3 separate regions of the Mus musculus genome follow, and all the other regions are linked to region 2. The links are chromatin contacts, called in public HiChIP or PLAC-seq and promoter capture Hi-C maps. All regions are on one chromosome and are shown on one strand. The core of a region is the stretch at or near the end of the contact, and the rest is flanking DNA. Distances in the headings are between cores, read along the strand shown. Region 1 holds the start of Atp2a2 (ATPase, Ca++ transporting, cardiac muscle, slow twitch 2). Region 2 holds the start of Kdm2b (lysine (K)-specific demethylase 2B). Region 3 holds the start of P2rx4 (purinergic receptor P2X, ligand-gated ion channel 4).

Evidence for each region. Promoter capture Hi-C pulls out the DNA fragments that hold promoters and counts their contacts. HiChIP or PLAC-seq counts read pairs in DNA pulled down with a chosen protein or histone mark.
Region 1: a contact with region 2 is called in an H3K27ac HiChIP or PLAC-seq map of microglia, with 7 times the contacts expected there. The contact joins the promoter of Atp2a2 here to the promoter of Kdm2b in region 2. A contact is called at or near these places in 4 of 39 promoter capture datasets (hematopoietic stem and progenitor cells, hippocampal neurons and liver), 3 of 484 Hi-C or Micro-C datasets (all in embryonic stem cells) and 2 of 115 datasets of contacts at active chromatin or transcription factors (microglia and pancreatic cancer cells).
Region 3: a promoter capture Hi-C map of liver shows a contact between it and region 2, with 2.5 times the contacts expected there. The contact joins the promoter of P2rx4 here to the promoter of Kdm2b in region 2. A contact is called at or near these places in 3 of 39 promoter capture datasets (liver and pre-B cells), 2 of 115 datasets of contacts at active chromatin or transcription factors (embryonic stem cells and microglia) and 1 of 9 other capture datasets (pancreatic islet).

What each region holds. Positions count from the first base shown.
Region 1 is chr5:122,500,804-122,505,684 of GRCm38.p6, reverse strand. Atp2a2 (ATPase, Ca++ transporting, cardiac muscle, slow twitch 2) reads left to right here and starts at 3,460. Exons shown (of 20, transcript NM_001110140.3): 1 at 3,460-4,117; 2 at 4,737-4,754; 3 at 4,872-4,881. The coding sequence starts at 4,000.
Region 2 is chr5:122,987,092-122,991,966 of GRCm38.p6, reverse strand. It overlaps Kdm2b (lysine (K)-specific demethylase 2B), which reads left to right and starts at 2,868. Exons shown (of 23, transcript NM_001003953.2): 1 at 2,868-3,099; 2 at 4,161-4,305. The coding sequence starts at 3,067. A930024E05Rik (RIKEN cDNA A930024E05 gene) reads right to left here and starts at 2,613. Exons shown (of 3, transcript NR_045820.1): 1 at 1,876-2,613.
Region 3 is chr5:122,705,829-122,710,193 of GRCm38.p6, reverse strand. P2rx4 (purinergic receptor P2X, ligand-gated ion channel 4) reads right to left here and starts at 2,650. Exons shown (of 12, transcript NM_011026.3): 1 at 2,407-2,650. The coding sequence starts at 2,540.

The DNA.
Region 1 (4,881 bases), core at 2,211-4,710, 490 kb after region 2:
GCTTTTCTATCGGAATAGCTTTTTAAACTAACCTGCTTTTTGTTAGCTAATGTCCTCTTTTATCCGTGCCTCTGAAGGTCTTTGATCACACTTCATCTTTCTGCATTGCATGCTGTGTCTTTCCCTTCTCTTCCTGTCCTCAAGTGATTAAGTATGTGGTTATGAGCCTTGCTGGAAGACGGTAACCTTTCTTATTAAAGCCTTGCAAACAAGGAGCAGAGTAGAGCATTGCACAGAAAACAGACTGAGCCCCAGTTTGCTTTTTTTTTTTTTTTTTTTAAGGCAGGTTCTCACTAAGCTGGCCTGGAATTCACTATGTAGACCAGGTTAGCCTAAAGCTCATCCTCACCTGCCTCTGCCTCCTGAGCGATGGGGTTACAGGTGTGCATGACTACATCATGACGCCGTCGTCATCGTCGTCGTTGTCTTCTTCTTCTTCTTCTTCTTCCTCTTCCTCTTCCTCTTCCTCTTCCTCTTCCTCTTCCTCTTCTTCTTCTTCTTCTTCTTCTTCTTCTCCTTCTCCTCTTCCTCCTCTTCCTCCTCCTTCTTTTAAAGTGAGACCAACCCTTTGTTTCTCCCAACTTTATTTCTACATAAAAGGGACCATGGATTCTGCTTCTGGGAGTCTTGGGTTCATGATCAGTTTTGCCAACCTCTAAGCAAAGAGGTGCCCAGCTAGAAAGCATATTAATGTTTCAGAGAGCAGTCCAACCTTCAGTAGAAAATGCTTTGCAGAGAACATTCCAGAAGGGCAATGGAATATAGTCCCAGGATCTCTGAGACTATAGGCATTGTCTTTTCTGGGAGGGCAGTTTTGCCTTCTTTTTGTTTTGTTTAAGATTTATTTATTTATTATTATATGTAAGTACACCGTAGCTGTCTTCAGATGCACCAGAAGAGGGTGTCAGATCTCATTACGCGTGGTTGTGAGCCACCATGTGGTTCCTGGGACTTGAACTCAGGACCTTCAGAGGAGCAGTCAGTGCTCTTAACCGCTGAGCCATCTCTCCAGCCCTTCTTTTTGGTTTAAACCTAAGCTTCACAGCCATTCTTCTCATAGGTAAGTGGTCCAGAGGCCAAAATAAATCCAGCTTATTGATGAATGGAAAAATTAGTACACTGGAGCTGAGCAGACGTTTGCTGAGGCCTTAGTGCTGGCAGAGCCCTTCCCAAGTAACTGATGGGTTGAGGAGGGTGGGGCTCTCATTGGTTTCATGCATTTAAACTGTAGGCACTCAATAAATGATGAGCAGATGTTGGGGACTGTGCTTTGTACTGAGTATGGACCAGACAGACAAGCTTCATTCTCAAGTCTGGATGCCCTTACAAGATGCTAGGAGGCAGGCACCGAGCAGCTAAACAAAATCTACAGTGTATTTTCCATAGAAAAGTGCTAGGGCAGCAGAGACCCTTGAATAATGTGATAGTAGGCATCCTGGGGAGGGGAGCTGCTTTAGATAATAAAGCATCTTTCCGGGGGGTGGGGGGGACTCGGGGATTTAGCTCAGTGGTAGAGAGCTTGCCTAGCAAGCTCAAGGCCCTGGGTTCGGTCCTCAGCTCTGGAAAAACAAAACAAAAAAAACCACCAAACATCTTTCAGGAGGGGACCGGACAAGGAGGAAGATGGCCTGAGGGAAAAACTGGGAACCCGTGTTGTAGGGTGCACCTCCAGCCCCTGAAGGAGGGGACTACAGAACAAAAGCCAAACCCAGTGAGCATCACAGACAAACTAAGAGAGGTCATGACCTTCCTACTCTCAGTGCCCCTTGCTGTAGGTACGACAGAACTGGAATCCAGCTAGGAGGGAGACCCACCAGCTCTCCATCCCTCCCACCCTCTCACCCCCCACCTCGCAGGCAGTCACCTGATCCTCCAGAAGAGGCTGTGACCTAACCAGTTTCCACCTTGCTTCTAGGGAGTGCATTGCTATACACTAGAATTTTTGTTTGTTTGTTTCGTGTAGGGTTCTGTTGGTCCTGTTCCAAGTATCAATCAGAACTGCGTGCCAGCCTCCACTCCTTGGAAATAATTAAATGAAGTGACGTACTTGATTTTTTTTTTCAGTCGGGTAAAGCACCATGATTTGCATCTGCTGAAGGAATCTATCTTAAGTCTTGAGGCGGAGCCTTGTGGGACGTCTCAAGTGATTGGGGGGGGGGGGTGGCGTTGCTAAACACTCAAGAAGATGAAATGCTTTATTTTGCAATCTATGCCCTTCATGAAGCCGCATTTTGTGAAGATATTTGCAAATTCAATGCAAAGGGCCTCCTCCCTGTTAAGTATGGCTTCCCACATTCCTCTGCTTTTTAAATTTATTTTGTATGTTTTAGACAAGGTCCAACGTGGAAGACTGCTCCTAAACTCCTTCAGTGTCTGTCCATGACCTTGAACTCTTGATCCCGTGGCTTCCACTTCTGTTCGTGGGATCACAGGCGGGCTCCGTATAGCCTCTTTATATTGGCAAAATTACCTTGCATGCTAGGCTCTGTACAGACCTCACAGAAACAACAGATGATCTGTGGTTTAAGAATAGATTTGGGATTGAAGGCTCCTTCTCTCGCATTGGGGGAAGTGGAAGTCTTATATAGCAGCCATCATTTGGAAGCCAAAGCCAAGCCACCTAGCATAGCTGCTACAGCATAACCTGTGACTTCTATGCAGACGTGTGTCAAAGGCTGTGTGAGCTACTAAAAACGAAATAAAACTTCCTCCTTCCTCCCCCAAGAGTGGGATTCCCTGTCGGGGCACAGAACCCGCAGGGGAAGGAAGGGCTGGTGTTGGCGTGCGATGGAGATGAGGCTTTCGGCTGGGGGTGTGGGATGCGGTGTTCCCGAGGCGACAGATGAGCGCTTTTGGCTGTGTGGGAAGGGAACTGCGGAATTCCTCCCCTTGGTTGCTGAGGGGGGCTCTGAAGGAGACATTAGGATGCAGAGCACGGCTCGCGCTGCCCAGGACGCGGAGGCAAGCCAAGGACACCAGTGCGAGCGCGCCTCGGCCCCCCTGCGTTCCCGAGCCTCCCTGCCAATGCGCGGTCCCAGCCAGTCCCCAACCTCAGCGGCAGGGCAACCAGCACAGAGCGCCCACCCGTGAACTCCGCGCTCTATCCCCGCGCGCGGTCGATACGGGAAAAGCCGTGGCCCCGGAAAAGTCAGGCTCACCCTCCGCCCGCGCCGGTGGCCGCAGCGCATCGAGCACAGCGTGGACGCAGAGGTGGCCCTGGCCCCGTGCGCGCGCACAGGCGCCGCGCGCGGCCTCGATCCGGGTTCCTGGGGGGCGGCGCGCGGGAGGAGGCGGGGCCTGCTGGCGGCGTGGGCGCGCGGTGCGCGCGCGCGGGAGGGCGCCGGAGGAGGGGGCGGGGCCGCGCCGCCCGCGCCGCGCTGGGGGCTCTCTCGGCCAATGAGCGGCGTCCACATGCCGCGGCGGCGGCGAGAGGGGAGGCAGCGGCGGATAAATGCTATTAGAGCAGCCTCCGCGGAGCCGTCCCCGACGCCGCCACCTCCCGTCTCCTCCGCCGCAGTTCCCTCCGCCGCCGCTGTCGGGGGTGCAGAGCTGAGGGGCTCGGGCCGGCGCGCCGCGCAGCTCCTCTCCCGTCGCCTGCCTCGCGGTTCCCGGCGCCGAGGGCTCGGCCCGGCGCCGCTCCTCATCTGCGCCCCGTCTCCTCGGCGCAGCGCCCGGGGCCTGCGCTGCCCGCGGCCGGCTGGCAGCTGCTGAAGCGACCCACACTCGCGGCGGGGCGGGAGGCTCGCAGTCCCTCGGGCGGGCTCGGCGAGGCCGGGCCGCGTGCGGCGGTTTCTGGGGGAGGGGGCTCGGGTGATTCAGCGCCCCGGTCAGGCGGAAGCGGCCGCCGCCGCCGCGGAGGAGGAGGAGGAGAAGAAAAAGGAGGGGACAGCTGTCCGCGCCCGGGCGCCCGCGGTGGCACGAGCCCGCGGCCGGAGTGCGAGGCGGTAGGCGAGGAGGCCGCGGGGACGCGAGGCGAGGCCGGCCGGGGCCCCCGCAGCCATGGAGAACGCTCACACAAAGACCGTGGAGGAGGTGCTGGGCCACTTCGGGGTCAACGAGAGCACGGGGCTGAGCTTGGAGCAGGTCAAGAAGCTCAAGGAGAGATGGGGCTCCAACGGTAGGTGCGGGGCGCCGGGGCTGCAGCGGCGCGGCGCGGGCCCGAGCGCCAAGGAAGATGGCTGACCCGGCTCCACCTCGTGGGGCTTGGCTCGGCGCGGCGCCCGACGGCTGCGAGAGGCCGGGCGGTCCACGCGCGGGTCTGGGCCATCGCCGACCTCTAGGGGTCTCGAGCCGGTGACCTTCCCGGCCGGCGCTCAGCGAGTCGGATTGGGGGGGGGGGAGAGGGAGTGGGAAGGAGGGAGGAGGTTCCTGCGGCTGGGCTGAGTCCCCCGCGGATTTATGAGGCGTCGATGTTGTTGAGAAACCCTCGGACCGTTTCTTGTGCTCCCCAAAGTTGCACATCTGGCAGAAGTGATGACCCAGCTGAAATGACTGCATGGTCCTGGAGGCCGGAGAGGGCTTACGGGCAGTTCCGAGGCCACTGATTACCAGGGCTGAATAATTTTCTCGGGGTATCAAAGTGGAGACAGATTGTTGTACGTTCATACACCTATATCCGCCATTCAGACAACGATGGTGGTGAATTTAGCAGTTTTTAATAAAAGCGCTAATACAATATCTTCATTTTTCTTTCTGCTTTCCTCCTGACACGTTGCTGTCGAATTTCGGCCTTCTAGAATTGCCGGCTGAAGAAGGTAAATAATATTAACATGTTATTTTGGAGAGATGATGTGTGCAGGCTGATTGATGTGGACAATTGAAACAAATGGTTTGTTTTTTTTTTTTTTTTTTTTCCTTTCCTTTTCTAACAGGAAAAACCTT
Region 2 (4,875 bases), core at 1,619-4,118:
CAGAATCCCTGAGTTTCTGAGTGCTCCATCCAGGGACAGTCAAGCTCACGGGGTATGTGTGTATGTGTGTGTGTAAGCGAAGTTGTCATTTCTGTCTTCTGCCCCCTTGTCTTTGGACACAGAGTTGCTCAATTGGCCTGAGATGATACAACAGACTAACACAGGTAGGATCTGACTGAGCCTTTTACAAGGGCGGTACAGGAAGACATTATTTCATTTCCAATGAGGCTGGCTTGTGTTAAAAGCTCATCTTTCTCAAAAGAAGCCCCCTTTCCTATTTCTCACCTATTCTCAGCTCCTGGGGGACAATCAGCCTGAAGTTAGAGCTCAAGGGTCTGGCCCTTCCCCCTGTGGCCCAAAATAACCTCCTCCCCCACTCAGAGGGAATGCTTGGAATTCTTTCAACTGAGGACAAAGGCTTTCATCTGCCAATTACTGATAAAGGGAAAATGCAAATATGCTGGAGAAGGTGATCCATCAAGGGCTCAACGTTTATTGAGTGACCACTTAGACCCAGCAGAGGGGTGGGCATTCTGGGGGAGTCAAAGGGGAACAAACACCCTGCAGGCTCGTTCTCCTCTCATGTCTGTGGTTTCCTCTCCTCCAGGTTTGTAAAGGGACAGGATCAAATCAGGTGACCGATCAACCTCTGCCCACTCTACAAACGTGGCTCACTTCTGACTTTTTCCAATGCCAGCCTTTGGGGGAACTCAGAAGCCACAGGGAGTGGAAGGGGGTTCTGGGGGGAAGGGAGAGACTTCAGGGAGGAAGATGAACGAAAATCTCCAGCATCCTATTTGACAGTTTTGCTTTAATTCTGTAATCCACTGATTCTCAACCCTGGGCCCCTCCTTTATTTCATTCTGAAGCATAAATGAAGTCGGTGGACATTTGAAAGGGTAAGCAGCATGACTGAGAGCGAGTCGTTTCTGCCTTTCTGAATCCCAGCATCCTCACTTACAAAGCAGAGCAACAAGGCCATGAGACATCCCCTTCAAACGTATTCTTTCTCACAAGAAGAGCCAGATAAAGTGGTCCACATCCCCATGTCAATGGGTATGGAACCCAGGGCCTTAGGCTTGCTAGGCCAAATATCCCAGGACTGCGTTACAGCACCAGCTGGCCCCTGGTTTTCACAGGGATGGTTAGAAGGGCTGCCCAGAGAATGCAGCTGAGCCAACGTAGATGTAGTTTCAGTTTGGTGACAAACTTGGTGTTTGTCGCCTCATCTCTACGTAGATTTCTACCGATAACGTGCATGGATGGAATTTTTAAAAAAAAATTCAAAGAGCAGATTTGGGGACAGGTGGAAAAAAAGTACAGACCGATAAGGCAGGAAATTCTGACGTAAGGGAGGGTGACGATGTGTGGTTCACAGCTGATTTCAGGTGGCAAGGCCACTTCCTCCCCGTATCTGTCTGAACCAGTGCTCTTGACATTGGGACAAGATAAAAACAGCAGTCACCTAAACTCATAATTTCTTGAATCTGGGTTTCTCCAGGGTGCAAAATGACCTGCTTTAGCTTGTACGCCAAGCTAGCGTCACCTGGGAGGTCTCTCAGAACATCCTTGTGATGCTGTCATTAGGCCCTTGCAAGAAAGGAAGAGGCCCGGAGGGAAACAAAGTTTAGGGCCAGCATTTCTCTCAACTTAAAGGAATTCCAGGACCACTGAGGGTCAGTCAATTCTGGAAGCAGTCACAAGCACTACTTAAAAGACGGAGGAACATTGGGGATCTGCTACTCCAGGAATATTCACAAAGGCTGCCCCCCTTCTCCGCTGAGAAACAATATGGATCAATCAAGGTTGCTGTACCCCAGAAAGCCACAAACAACCACCACTTTTCTCTTAAACTGCCACACGAGAGAGGCTTACCTTTTGCCTGCCTGCATTAGAGACGCTGAATCCGATTCTCTATTCCCTCCTGTGTATCGATTTATCTCTTCTCAGCGAGTGTAGAGACTTTTTTTCCTTTCTCTTTAAAAGCCCAACTTCTATTTCAGGGCTGTACTACCGAGGCTATCCGAATGAATGAACCAAAGGCTTTCTTCCGGTCAGCTGCAGTCTGAAAAGGCTGTGGACTGGCTGTATTTCCTGTACCTGTGCGTGTGTCTCCATATTATTATTTCAGCCCCGGGAGTTTAAAAGTTATGCAGTCTGTACAGATACAGTGCTGAGGTAATTTCTTTCTGAGCCCCTCAGATGCCTCCTCCATATGGCAGGTTCGCAAATGGATAAGGGTCTGGACAGGCTGGCCCCTCCCCCCAGGCATGCAGTAGAAAAGCAAAACAGAAAAAGAAATCACACATACAAAATACTTTGAATTTAGGTCGCCAGCATAGGTAATGAGGAAAGGTGGGTGAAGGAAGAGAGGGACAGCCCTGCGTAACCCAAGCAAGAGGGGGCAGGGGCAGAGGTGGGGGGTCGTTTTGGGGGGTGCCAGGCCCCGGGGGCTTTCACGCCAGCAGGCTTGGCTAGCATTTCCGCGCCTCCCGCTGAGGCCATCCGTGCAAATCTGCACCTCCCTCCCCACCCCCTCCTCTCTTTCCCTCCCTCCCTGCCCCGCCATCTCTGGGATGCGCCCGCCGCCTGCAACTCAGCCCTCCAAAAGTCAGCTCCCGGGCGGCGGCGGCGCCTGCGTGCAGAGGCGCACTCGTGACCCAACAACAAAACAGCGATGCCAAGGCGCTAACAGCGCCCGGTGCGTCCCAGGCTCCCTTCTGGCCCCACACCTCCTACGGCTGCGGTCCCCGACACCCCCAACCCGAGCCCCCCCTTTCCCCAACTAGCCTAGCCGCAAGCTCCGAGCGCGATCGGCAACAATGTTTACGTTCCGGGGATTATGACGTCGACGCCTCCCCCCCCACAACTGCTGAAAATGGTTTCCTAGGACTTTGCAAACGGATCTGCTTAAGTGTTGGTGCAAAACTTTGTAGATATCGGCTCTGGCTTGCTCTATTTATTTATTTTTTTGCTTTCTTTTCTTTGGTCTTCCCTCCTTTCCCCCTCCGCCAAAATGCAGGGGGCAGGAGTGTTGACAATTAATTGGTGAACTCTCCTAAAAAAATGGAGGCAGAGAAAGACTCTGGAAGAAGATTGGTGTGTAGCTTTTTTTTTCTCCCCCAAATCTGTATCTGGTATATGATCGATTTATCTATCTATTTATTTTTTTGGTTGTTTCTTGCTGCCTTTTCTTTCCTTTTCTGTATTTTGCAAGAGGACCGGAAAAAAATAATAAATTGCATGCAAAAGGAAGCAAGCAGCTTACTCCTCCAGTCTCTTGTGAGGCTCAGGGTCTCAGACACTTAAGTGGGGAGGAGGCAACGCCGAAAGGCGTGGAAGGGACTGAGCGGGCTCGGGGTTCGCCTGGGATCTGGGGGGCTGCGGGGCTCGGTGCTGAGCGGCGGAGGGAGGAGGAAGAAGGATGCGGGGAGTGGTGGGGGAGTCTCCTTAGGAAGTGAGTGTGCGCGCGCGCTCGTGGGGAGATGAGGCAGCTGCTGGTGCGTTTTGGGGTCTCTGATAGAAGCTTTGTGGTGGGCTGGCTGCCTCTCTCCCCCCACATTCTTAACCTCCTCCCCTCCCCTCCTCTTCTTGCACTAGCGGTCGGTCGGCGGGGGCCGTTAGGGTCTCAACCCTTCCGTTTCAGCTTTCCAGCTTTTCTGTAGCTCGGGAGCAGCTCCAGCCTTAGTAATGCCGCCGGCCCTGGGTTCCGGCTTCCCGGGTTGGCCGCCGTGGCCGCCAGGGCTGCTGTTACCGCGGAGCCGGTTGCTGCAGCGGCTTCTCTCGGGGCCTACATCTGCCCCGCCAGCTCATACCCGGAGCCCCCTTCAGGGGTTACATAACCAGGCTCCCAGTCGAGTGGGCAAAGCTTAGCACATCACTTGGCGTGGGGGCAGAGGAAAGCCCCCAAATACCATTTCCATAGCTTCCAAAGATGCAAGAAGGGATTGCTTCGTTTAAGGGCAGTCGGGCCTTGGGGGTGTGAGCCCCTTTTTCTGCTTTCCAGCATCTTTGGCATTTGCGCAAAGTTGCTCAGATTGCAATGCTGGGGTGCAGTGGGCGCGCGACTCTTGCACCTGTTCTTGGTGGGCCCAGGGTGAGAGGAGACCCCCCCAAGTCCTCTCAGTAATGTCCGGGGTTCTCTGGTTGGGTCCCCGCAGCGTGCGATTGACCGCCAGAGATACGACGAGAACGAAGACTTGTCGGACGTGGAGGAAATTGTCAGCGTCCGTGGCTTCAGCCTGGAGGAGAAGCTACGTAGCCAGTTATACCAGGGGGACTTCGTGCATGCTATGGAAGGCAAAGGTGAGGCACCCCCCTCTCCTGGCTTCACTCTGCAGAGGGCCAGCGCGCACGTGGGGAGGGAGCTGCCTGTGGCTGGGTTCGTATTTCGCGCCCGCGTCCCCCATTCCAGGGGATCCGGTGACGAAACGAGACTGAGCACCGGGGGTGGGGGTGGGGGTGGTAAGGGAGGAGGGCAGGCAGGAAGAGGGCTGGGCCTGGCGTGGGCCTAGGCCCTAACTGTACCCATCATTAGTACCAGGGTGGTCACTGCCAAGGGACTATTGGACTAAGAGGGACCCAGGGAGGGCGTGAGCGCAGCATCTTCACTCTCCCAAGCCAGTTGCGCTCTCTGTGCTGCCAGAGGTGCAGTGTCTGGCAGGAGCCCTTCCAGACATCCCTGGGACCATTGGCTTGACGGCCTTAGGTTTGAAGGCCCCCCAAACTCCTATCACCTGGGCCCCGCGGGTTAGGAACTGGAATTGGGTTTAGGCAGCGCCTTCGGTTGTTAGGGTTACGCCCCTTTGAGCTTTGAGTCTGAGCCTTGGGTCTGCAGTGCCTTTCTCCCTTCCTGGGCCCTGCCCTGCTGGATTG
Region 3 (4,365 bases), core at 1,401-3,900, 280 kb after region 2:
GGATAGCCTGGGCTACATGAACCTGTCCTACCCACAAGCCCCACAACCTCCTTGCTGGTGAGATGGTTTCAGCGGGTAAAAGTGATCACCACATATGTCTAAGAACCCGAGTTCCATCCCTGGAACCCACAATAGAAGGAGAGAAGTGACTTCTAAAAGGTGTCCCCTGGCATCCTTGTGTGCTGTGGCATGTTCCCGCACTCATACACAGATACATACCCAAAAATAAAATCAACATTTAAACAAACAATAGCACAAAGCTTGTCTGGTATGCAGAAGGCCTTTGGTACCTCAGGGGAAAAAGTACTGATATGGAATTTTACTTTTTTGGTGTACTATATCAAATATAAAACCTCGTGTGTTTTTTTTGTTGTTTTTGTTTTAGTCTGAGTGCATTTTAATTGAGACAGCTTGAGCATTCAGTGGCTGCATGTGGCCCTCTTCCAATGACAACAGCCACAGAATCTTATGGGTGAACAGATTATCCCAGGAAAACAAAAGCCGAGAGCTCAAAGCTACTGGTGAGCCCCTGATTCCAGATACTCCAATCCAAGTTATTTAGTGAGCTAGCAGCAGGGCTCAGTACTGGAGAGCCCATCCCGAGCACTGGAATTATTCACTCCAGAGACTTAATCTAATCTGCATTTAGATACTGGCCTCTCAGGCTGGAGAGATGGCTCAGCGATTAAGAGCACTGACTGCTCTTCCGAAGGTACTGAGTTCAAATCCCAGCAACCACATGGTGGCTCACAACCCCCTGTAATGAGATCTGACGCCCTCTTCTGGTGTGTCTGAAGACAGCTACAGGTACTTAATAAAAATAATAAATAAATCTTTGGGCTGGAGCAGTCAGAGACTGAGGGAGTGGGTTGACCGGAGCGAGCAGAGGTCCTATATACAATTCTCCACAACCACATGAAGGCTCACAACCATCTGAACAGCTACAGTGTATTCATATACATAAAAATAAAAAAAAATCTTAAAAAAAAAATAGATACTGGCCAGGGGTTTTTCAGGTACTGGTGACTGAATGACTCCAAGGCCTCATGCTAAAGAGGACGTTTTTTGGAGACAGGGGCTCACATAGCTCAGGCGAGCATTCTTCTGCCTCAGCCCCATGAATACTGGGATTGCAGACATACTGATTACTGCCTCCTCCAGCTTCAGCGAGTCTTATCTAGTGTCTACCGCTTCCATATGGTGGAAGCTACAACCTTGTGAGCGGAAACTCCTCTGCATTCTTTTGAATGCCCTTAGGCGGTCTGAACAGATTCCAGACCTAACACCAAAGCAGGAGACCTGTTGATTTATTATTTAGTTGGGACACTGTAATAATTCTGGTTGTCCTGAAACTATGTAGACCAGGCTGGCTTTGAACTCATAGATATCTGCCTACCTGTCTCTCACCAGTGCTAGGATTAAAGGCTGTATCTTAGGCATTCTTAACCATCTCTCTGGGCCATCTCTCCAGCCACCTGTGTACCTATTTCATATACCTAAGGCCACACAAAGCTTTCTCAGGTGAGTGTGGTCAGGCACAGAGGTCTTACAGCTCTGAGTCAGTTTGTGAATTGGCAATCTATCTGTGTTTTTTGTGGATTCCTAAGTGACTCCAATGTGTTGTTTGGGGACCCGTGCTTTAGGCCCTTTAGTAAGAAAACAGATCCACCTGTCACGCTAGCAGCTGTTGACACTCGAATACCTTGAAATTGGGCCCAGGAGGCAAGGTAAGGTTCACCATCTCTCCTGGGGTGTATTACAGCCTTACAGGTGCATCCAATTAAAATTAAACGTTTCATAACGCCTAGTGATGGGAGGGTATATATAAACAGTAATGAAGAGCAGAGTTTAGAATCAAAATCAGGCGGGTACTCATATTCCCAACCAATCCAACAAAACAAAGGAAGTGACCTTGGGACACTTTTGGGAAGTGTGACATCTCAAGGGTACTGGGTTATCAGAAGCTTCTTAAGGTAACAGAAACCACAGACCCAGAAAGTACCGAATGAAAACCACAAGCCTTGGTTTCTGTCCGAGTTTGAAAAGGAACCGAAGAGAAGTCCGTGACGCACAGAGTTAAGCCTTCCCTGCCCTGCCCCTCCACCAAGCCAAGGCGCAGCATGAAGCAAGTCGGGAGGGAAGGATGCGAGAAAGATGGGGTGACAGTCTAGCTAAGACGAGGCTTAGCTCCCAGGACGTCCAGTAGTCCCCAGTGTCCTGTTCAAGCTGGTTCCAGGTGGCTTGGCTAGAGCCCGGCGAGGGCGTGTCGCCGCCCCTTGAACTCGGGGAGGAGGGGCTTGGCCGGCTCAGCTATTGCCCCAGACCCAGAGAGCGAGCAAGGGGGCGCTGCCAGGTCCCGACAGTCTGGGTTGCCCCCAGCCGCGGCCCCTCCCCAGGCCCGCTCACCCAATGACGTAAGCCAGGATGAGCAGCTGCACCACGCGGTTCATGAGCCCCACTTTACGGCTGCGGATGAGCACGATGCGCGGCGTGTCGTACTCGAACAGGAAAGCCCGGAGCACGGAGCAGCAGCCTGCCATGGCTCCGCCGCCCGCTGCTCCGCGTCGTGGCCACCGCGGGTCGCCTTGTCGCTGCCACCACCACCACCGGGTCCGGGCAGCAGCCCCGCCCAGCAGCTCGGCCCGGAAATAGGCGGCGCGCGACCTGAGGAGCGCGTCTCCTCCCCCTCTGCCACCCCAGGGTGACGCCCCAACTCGTGACCCTCTCAAAGGGACGATCTAAAAAGCAAGAGTGGTATAGCACTAAGGGACGAATTACCTCTGGAGCAGGGAGCAAGGTCAGCTCCCGGAGGGACAAGGATAATGACGCCCTCAGGCCTAGGATTGAAAGGCAGACAGTTGAGTTCTGTTGCAAAGGACAGCTCTGCGGTTCAGATATAGGATAACGAGCCGTGCGCCAGGGGAACTTGGATAGGAGTTACATTCCTAGAGGACCCGAGTGCTGAAGAGTCAGTCCCCTGACTGAAGGAGGCAAACTTGATCTGGATGTAGTGGAGGGAGCCCCGCTGTGCTGCTTTATGAAACTATAGGGTGGGTGAATAAGTACCTGGTGTACTAGGATGTCTGCAGAAGTCAGCCACAAATGCCACCATATACCCCTCTTAGGCCTGAAGCCGATCCATGTCCCTACCCCTAGTCAGATAACTGTCGTAGTTGCACCTGAGAGGAGGCAACAGCCAGCACCTGGGGGGTGGGGGGGGGTCCCTGTAGCCATCTTGCTATTGAGAATGGCTTACCGCAAGCTTAGGGAGAATTGGAAAAATTCAAGCCCGTGGGGAGACACCATTGTTAAGGTCACATATATCCATTCCCTTCCGAAGTTTTTTTAATAGGCGTTTTATATTAAGTGTAACAGATACATCCAAGTACCCTTATACCAGGTACTGTCCAGCAAGCATAGTGAGAGCATCTCAGCCCTGTGCAGTATAAATATAGCAGGTAATATACACAAGGCTTGAGGTTCTAATCAGACTCCTCGCGGTTCTTTTCATTTTCTGCTCCATGCATCTTTTATTTCATCTGAGTTAGCTTCAGCTTCTGGTCACTTGGCTCCATGGATCTGAGAGAGCATGGTGGACCTTACAGAAAGGCATGGGGACAAGGTGTGTCTTTCCACCACCAGGTCCCAGGGAATTAGTTATTCCAGCTGGCTTCACCTCCTTTGTACCGCCTCCCAATGCTAAGATAAGATTTGCCGTTATGTCATAGCTCCCAATGTTAAGGTCTCTCAGCATCCAGTCCCCTCTCAGCATTATCTCCCACGTAGGGAAGAAGCCTTCAACACATGAAGGTTTGGGAAGAACTCTTCATACACAAGTCATAGTGCCCTGTTACCAGCGACTCATCACGGGATTTGAATGATTTTGAGTTTTAATCTAAGGCCTAGTGGGAAAACATGCCAGCCTGGTGTGGTGGCACATGCCTGTTATCCCAGCAGTCCGAAAGCAGAGCTGGGAGGATTGGCACAAGTTCAAAGCCAGCCTGGTTTATATACCTAGTTCTAACTATAGAGTGAGACCTTGTTTCCGTCTATAGTCAGTGAGTAGGATAGATGCTGCCAAATTTGACAACCTGAGTTTAATCCCTAGAACATAAGTGGTGGAAAAAAAGAGAACAAACTCCCACGATTGTCCTCCAGCGTGTGCGTGCCCCCCTCCTAGTACATTGTTTGAGAAAATTCTGAGACAAAAGAATAAATATAAGCCATGTGATATTTCCTTAATTCTTCTTGACCACTACTCTCTATGTCTTACTGGGTCATCATCCTGAGTTTCTCACACGCAGGACAAAGGCTCTGGCGTGACATCTCCAGCCCTGACTGCTTCTTATTTTGTAATACCTATTT